Regions from separate parts of the Oryctolagus cuniculus genome. Here region 1 is linked to region 2. A link is a contact called in public Hi-C data. All regions are on one chromosome and are shown on one strand. Each heading gives the region's core, a stretch centred on a gene start, on an enhancer-like site or on the middle of the called end of the contact. The rest is flanking DNA. Distances are from core to core; before and after follow the strand shown.

Region 1 (3,679 bases), core at 744-3,243, 120 kb before region 2:
AGTAAGTTCTGACTGACTTACACGCCTCTAAACCAGACTGAGGCATGACCCTCGGCTTTGGCAAGATCTAACTGGTGTTTCTGGAGAGTAGTAGGCAACCTGCAGCAGGCACAGGGCCAGGTGCCCTCAGAGAGCATGGCTTTGTCTCTGTGAGACAAGGGGCTCCCTTTTAGAGCACCTGACTCTCCCTGAGGCCTTGTGATAATGCTGGTGTGGGATCGGAACCCGCCTTTCTCGCAGGCCTGCCGTGTGGACGGTGCCCTGCCGTGTGGACGGCGCCCATCTAAGGAGAGTGCTAGAACACCAGCTGCCCATCCCGACTGCCCACCTCGACTGCCTCACTTGTCCGCTCGCCCTGTCGGGGACTGGCCTGGACCCTGGTGCGGACCGCCATGCACAACCAGGCCAGGCCAAGGTCACAGCCCTCTTCTCCCCACTGGGACCACCTGGCCTGGCTCCTTCCAGCCAAAGGCCAACTCGGGCAAGAGGAAGGGGAAGGAGGAGGAGGAGAGGAGATGGCTACTCGGAGTGCAGCTTTGCTCTGCACCAGGCACACCCTCCCCGGAGCCTTTACACTCGGCAGCCTCCTGTGGGGCTTCCAAGGGCCACCCCCAAAGCCAGAGGTCCCCCAGCTAAAGGCTTAGAAGCCTAAGAAAACCGAGAGGGAGCTGGAGGGAGGAGCAGGCCTGGGGAAGTACAGAGTTTCCAGCCTGAGGCCCAGATCCTATACTACTGCCCCCCCACCATGTGGAAAGCTAAACCCCAAAGAAAGCAGACAAAAGCTGTCTGTCACCTGTAATTCCTACCATCTAGGGGCAAACATTAGCCTTGTGGTCTGTTTCCTTGTATTTTCTATGCACGTTTATGCAACCAACTCCTTTCTATCCCCTGCCCTCAAGTATGCTGTAAAAAAAAAACACTTTTGCAACATATGATACTCCATTTTCTGACGTGCCAGAGCTTGGCTTACCATTCTCACAAGGTCAGGCATTTAAATGACTGCAAATATCCCACCAGTTAATTATTACTATAACTAACACTCCCAGGAGCATCCTTTTATCACATTTGTGCCTACTTTTAAATTTTTTTAATTCAAATAAATATCCTTTATTAAAGAAAAAAAGGAGTATCATTAAGTACCAAAACTGGATGTTGTTACACTGACTTTTAAATTCTTAACCTTGCTCTTTAAAAGCAAAGCAAAACAAAAACCATAATAAGCTTATGTTTCTCACTAAACCCAGAAATTCGGAAAAGTCAAGGGCTTCAATTCTAATCCCAGGTGAGCTAACTAGCTGCTGTTTAGGGCTGGAGCCAGAAGTCCTGAATCTCTGCGGGCTTTAGATTACCATCTGTGAAATGAGAAGGCGGCACCGCCGGCTGAGGCCTGACGGAGCTTGTGTGACTTTGCTCTACTGCATCTCAGGTGCACTTGAAGAAGCAGAAAAAGTAGGCTTTATGGGGCTGCAGTGTATACTTAAACCCACAGCATGGTACTTACAACGCGCCCTCCGGAGTACTACAGAACCCAGGAGAAAACATGATGACTCATGCACGCAAGCCAGCAGCCACAGCTGAGGGCTCGGCACCTCCACCGCGGAGATGCTGCGGGGAGGACCCCCGCGCAGGCCAGCCCCGCCACCGGCAGGGCGCCGCAGTCCCCCGCAGTCCCCGAGCCTTTGAAAAAAGAGGATCGGTACACCTGTCCGATGGACGGTCACAAAGCTGTGATTACAGCCTTACAGCCAATATGCACGGGGACTCCCAACCTGCGCGCCACCCGCAGCCATTCGTCCCCCGGCTCGGCTGCTGGGGATGGGGCTCCCATCACCTCTCCTCCTGGGCTGCCCCGGCTTCCTCGGAAGCGCGAGCTGTCACCGCTCCCCACCTGGCTGCCACCCCCGGCTGCTCATCTGTCTGTCTCGGGGTGGCTCGGTGCAGGGCTAGGAAATACGGGGACGTCTCACCGGTCTGCGGCGCCGGCGCTCGTGCGCTCCTCCTGGCGACGCCGCGTGGAGAGCCGCGTGAAGCGCCGTATTTATAGTGCTCGGCTCGCGTACACCCCCTTCGGGGCTGGCTGCAAACCTGCATGACTCACGCCCAAAGAATGCCGTAGAATGCGCGGGGAGCATTCTGGAAGCGGGGTGTTGGGGGGGGGCGCCGATGCAGCAACGGGCGAGGGGCGCCGGGGGGCGCATGGGCATCGCGAATGGCCAATGGCCTGGGGTGTGGCCGAGTACCGCTCCCTGCTCCCCAGAGACTCAGCTAGGCAGCTTGGGGCACCGCGTCCCAGGAAGGAAGAGCTGGCCGGCCCTGTGTGCATCCTTAGTGGGGGTCCACTGCCCTCCTGGCCGGCCCCCAGTCCGAAAGATAATCTCTCAGTTCTCCGGCCCGTTAATGGTTCACATTAAACACCACTTCTCTTGTATTCCAACAGGACAGTGTCAGGAATGGTGCGGGCCTTGGGCTTCCCGGGAACACATCAAGTATTGAAATGCCAGCGCCTTCAGCCATCGCGCTGACCTGGTGGTCCCTGGAAGACCCGCCTCTCCTGGAGGAAACAGAAATGTGTTTGGGAATTCGCAGATCAAGTTTTTTGGGGAAGCAGAGGCCTCTCCTGGCTCCCTAATTCATGGAACCCAAGCAGTTATCATCCCTGTGCATCTGGGACCCAGCCAAGTGCGGTGGACTTTGTAAGGATGGGGCTCGAACAGCCTTGAACGTCTTAATAGCTTTTTTTTTTTTTTTTGGACAGGCAGAGTTAGACAGTGAGAGAGACAGAGAGAAAGGTCTTCTCTCCGTTGGTTCACTCCCCCCAAATGGCCACCACAGCCGGCGCTGCGCTAATCCGAAGCCAGGAGCCAGGTGCTTCCTCCTGGTCTCCCATGCAGGTGCAGGACCCAAGCACTTGGGCCATCCTCCACTGCCTTCCCGGGCCACAGCAGAGAGCTGGACTGGAAGAGGAGCAACCAGGACAGAATCCGGCACCCCAACGGGGACTAGAACCCAGGGTGCCGGCGCCCCAGGTGGAGGATTAGCCTAGTGAGCCGCGCCGCCGGCCCTTAATAGCGTTTTACAAGGGTGCTGTGTTTTCCTTCCACTGGGGGCCCTTCACCGCTGCATCTGTGTGCAGAAGGATCCAGGAGGCTGCAACTGCCCAGAGTCCCTCCTGCTGAGAGAGGAGGGGACAGGGGGGGACACTCGGAAGGCCCTAAGGTGCAGCTGCTGCTTGGGGAAGGAGCTGAGCTTTCTACTCTGCATCCCCAGGAAGTCTGAGCTCCAGGAGAGAGGGCGATGCTGACAGGGCAGTTGCTATCATGCTGTTGTTGCTGCTGCTGTGGGGGGTGGGGGGGGTGGGGGGATGCAGAGGGACCCCCAGGGACAGGTAGCTTGGTTTGGGGCAGGGCTGGAGTCGGGGGGGGGCAGATTTGGGAAACCATGCAAACCAAACAGGCTTAAAGAAGATCAGGATTCCAGCGACGGCTGCCTTCTCTTCACGTCTATGGGGGCACAGCCCACGTGCCAGGGGCCACTAGGCCCCTACCTGTCTGAAGGAGGCAGGATGGGGGAGCTGCTTGGTCTGTGAAGAAGTGAGACAACTGTGGGCTTGGGGCACAGAGGTCTCCCGGTGGGTTGATGGGACCAATCACTGCCCTCAGGCCTCAGTTTCTGCCCTCTG
Region 2 (3,581 bases), core at 551-3,050:
TCAGCGCGGTGTGCTGGCCACAGCGGCCATTGGGGGGTGAACCAACGGAAAAAGGAAGACCTTTCTCTCCATCTCTCTCTCTCTGTCCACTCTGTCAAAAAAAAAAAAAAAAAAAAAAAAAAAAAGATAATCTATGTTGTAACTCAACGTCCCTGCAGAGGTTGGCTCCTGAGCAGACACCAAAGGATTTCTAATCCCTTTGCCCATTTCCATTTCTGTACTTATATCTGCCCTAAAGTCCCAGCTGCCAGGTGTGATGCCTGGGAAATCTCTGGGTGTTTTTCTTGGATTAAATGCTCCAGAGACAAAGGCAGAGAGAAGCCTCTCTCCTCTCCCTCTTTAGCTGAGCTATTGATTCTTCCAGGGTGGGAAGAATACAGAATCTCCTAGCTGAAGTGAGTCCACTTTGTCGCTCCCCGTCTTTGTGGAGGAACGACACAGGACCCTGCGCTGTTCTTTTGTCTGCTCGGCCCTTCCCGGGTTTGCTGCTGGTTCTTCCCGGGTTGGCTACCGACCCTTCCACCTCCGTGGAAGGGCGGTTCCCCCTGCCACATTCCCCACTTCCGCGGGGGAGCGGCACACCGCCGGCCGGCTCTCTTGGGGGCTGCACAGGTGTTCCTTCAGATGTTCCCCTTAGATATTCCTGGTGCATGCCGTCTCTCTCCTCCTTTATAGTCCTCCTCCGCCAACCCCAACTCGGCTGCCCACACACCAAGTACGCTGCTCTCCTCCAATCAGGAGCAGGTCCTACAGTTTATTGGTTGAACTGGAGGCAGCTGTGTAGAAGCTGTTTCTCCCTTCCCAGCGCCATATTGTGGGAGAGCAGATGCATAGAATAAGTCTTAATTCCAGTAACTTAGTCTAGTCCGAGTTGCTCCCCACACACTTCAAGAATTTCTGCCTTTTATAGAAACACCGGCAACACTGGTGGCCCTCCGGAAAGGAAGCTGGGGAACAGTTTCACCCATACCTTTGCTTGTATTTGAATTCAGATCCACGTGTACTTAACAAAATGTGTTAATACTTCTTTCTGACCCTGAAGCCCAGAGGATCCTGGGGGGTCTTTCCTCCAAGGTCCCAAAGGAGGAAGCAGCATCCTTAAGTGAGAGGTTTGTTTCCTTTACTCTCCATAGATTAGCTTTAGCCTCAGCTCTTGTTTTAACAGATGAGGAGAAAAGCCCAGGTAACTGGTGTATTGTTTTGTTAGCTAAAGTTCTAGTGTGTTACAAAGCCCTGACCATAACTGGTTTTAAACCAGGCAGCACAACACTCCTCCATGGCAGACAGGTGACAAGCTGGGAGCAGCTCACCTTTCGCTGGGAGACCAGAACATGGACTTCCGTCTCCCTTCTCATTGAAACACTTTCTAATCAAAGTCACCAATACGGCCTTTGTTTGTAACAAGATGTAAGCTTTATCTATTTCAGACCCTCCCATCCCTTTCCAAAGGCTCTCTTAAAAGTACGTCTGATTTTGAAATGAGTTATGTAAGCCTCATGGAGGCCAAGGACGTTAATCACAAAATAAAAATTTCAATCACGAAGGGATGTCAGCACATGAAGGCAAGGGCTTTGTTGCTGAACACAGTCCTGGCAAGTCTGGGCTGGTTAAAGGGTACTGCACAGTGACTCCAGTGATATTTTCTCTGTATCTTTTTCCATTTGTAACCTGTTGATGCTCCACTGTGTCTTTGCCAAGGGTCCAGAAGTTTCAAGATCAATAGCTCAGCCTGTAATACCTGAAAGACCGGCTCTCTTCTGAAATCATAAGCAAATGTTAGCCTTCTCAACACAAAGCAAACTGCTGAGGCAGAAACCAAAACAGGTGTCTGGGCAGCTCAGACCTCCTCCAGGCAGGCCGTGAAATATCAGGCCATTAGTTCCCTATTTTTACAGCAGCGGTGGTTACAAGGGGCTGGTTGATGTGGGAACAAAGCACAATACTGACTTTGGAGAATTCCATCTGTTTTCTCAGACTTAAATATTGACACCCACTTACCAGGTTTGGGAACCAGCAAAAGCTACAGGGATTTCTAGAGTAATAGAATTCCCCTGTTTGCCATTCCATGGCTACACTCAAAAGTGGAAAATGTTGAGTCAATGCCCATTAGCACATGCAATGCAGGGACCACTAAGATGGGCGGTTCAGTCCCTCCAATAATTGATATAACCAGGAAATCAGAAAGCCAAAGCCAAGCAATCAATGTGAGACATAAAAACAGAGGTATGTAGAAACTGCCAAAACACAGTTAACAGATGGAGAGAGACAGGATATCTGTTTTCGGTTTACTAATATAGGCATGGATCTCTCAATTTTTCTGGAGTAATTCTGGTTTCAAACTACATTTCCCATATAGATTCATTCGCTAAAACATTTAAACCCCACAATTCTAGTAGCTAAGGCATTTAAAACCTAAGGATGCAGGTGTTGCCCTAACTAGAGAACCATATCCCAACTGTCTGCTCTTAGACATTTAAGGGTTCAAGAATGTCTTACATGGGAGAAAAACTTACATTTGTGCAATTCTCTCAATCCCAGTACGTCCCTGCAAACGTTCTGAATAACATTAGGGGAAGCTCTGTGAGAAAAGGAGTAAAATTCAACTACGAGTCCAGAACCCCACAGTGATCAGCGAAATCATTTCAGGAAGTCTTCAAATTTGCAGCCTCACACCTGCCACTATGGTTTAGATATAGTCTGTCCCCCAAAAGGTTCATGTTCTAAGAGCTTGGTCCCAGTGTGGAGGTGGAGAAGTGGTGGAGCCCAGCGGATACTGATTAGATCATGAGGCTCCAGGGGAGTTATGGATCCTAAGGGGTTGAGTGAATTCTCCAGAGAGCAGGTTGTTACAGAGCGAGGCCACACCGTGAGCATGCCCTCTTTGGCACATTGCCATTTCTCCTTCAAGTCTCTGCCATGTTGTGTCACAGGCAAGGAGGTTCTCACCAGATTTCTGGCCCCCTGCCGTTTGGATCGTCCAGTCAGCTGGACTGCTACCCAAACGAATCTCTTTACTTATAAGGTATCTTGTCTTAGTATTTTATTGTTGCTACACAAAACAGGTGGGTGGTGGAGTACGTTAAACTTTCATTTGGGACACCTACATGATATTGGAATGTCTAGTTCAAGTCCCAATGACTCTGCTTCAGATCCAACTTCCTGTTAATGTGCAGTACCCTGGGAGGTAGCAAAGACATTTCAGGTACTTGGGCTCCTGCCAGCCACACGGGATACCCAGATGGAGTTCTTGACTCCCAGCTGCAGTGCGGCCCAGCTAGATATAGCCATTTGGGAAATGAACCAGCAGATGGAAGATCTCTCTCTGCCTTTCAAACAGACAGAGACACTAGTACACTGGCCAACATTCCAGGCAGGCTCCTAAGGATTCGGGAAGGGTAGGGGGCAAGTTGTGAACTCCAAATGCTAGTGCTCACATTTCACGGACTTTTAGTTCTAGGTTTGAGTCCTCTTCCTGGAATTCTTGGCCCACCTTCCTTTTACTCTGCTTTGCTCCTCTCCTCCTAGGAGCAAAAATGCCTGAAGCATCATCAGAGTCAAGAAACTCCTTCTCTGTACCTGCC

The links. A called contact is a pair of places that touch in the nucleus more often than the background predicts.
Region 1: a contact with region 2 is called in a Hi-C map of an unstated tissue, with 3 times the contacts expected there. The contact joins the promoter of CLU here to the enhancer-like site in region 2. A contact is called at or near these places in 2 of 6 Hi-C or Micro-C datasets (skin fibroblasts and an unstated tissue).

Annotation. Positions count from the first base shown.
Region 1 is chr2:46,603,725-46,607,403 of mOryCun1.1, reverse strand. CLU (clusterin) reads right to left here and starts at 1,993. Exons shown (of 9, transcript NM_001082049.2): 1 at 1,968-1,993.
Region 2 is chr2:46,487,915-46,491,495 of mOryCun1.1, reverse strand. No RefSeq gene overlaps it. Among named protein-coding and RNA genes, the nearest start is that of CCDC25, 49 kb to the right of the region's middle. Within about 2 kb of position 1,800, at least 2 of the 8 cell types and tissues checked have an H3K27ac peak or open chromatin away from gene starts, as enhancers often do.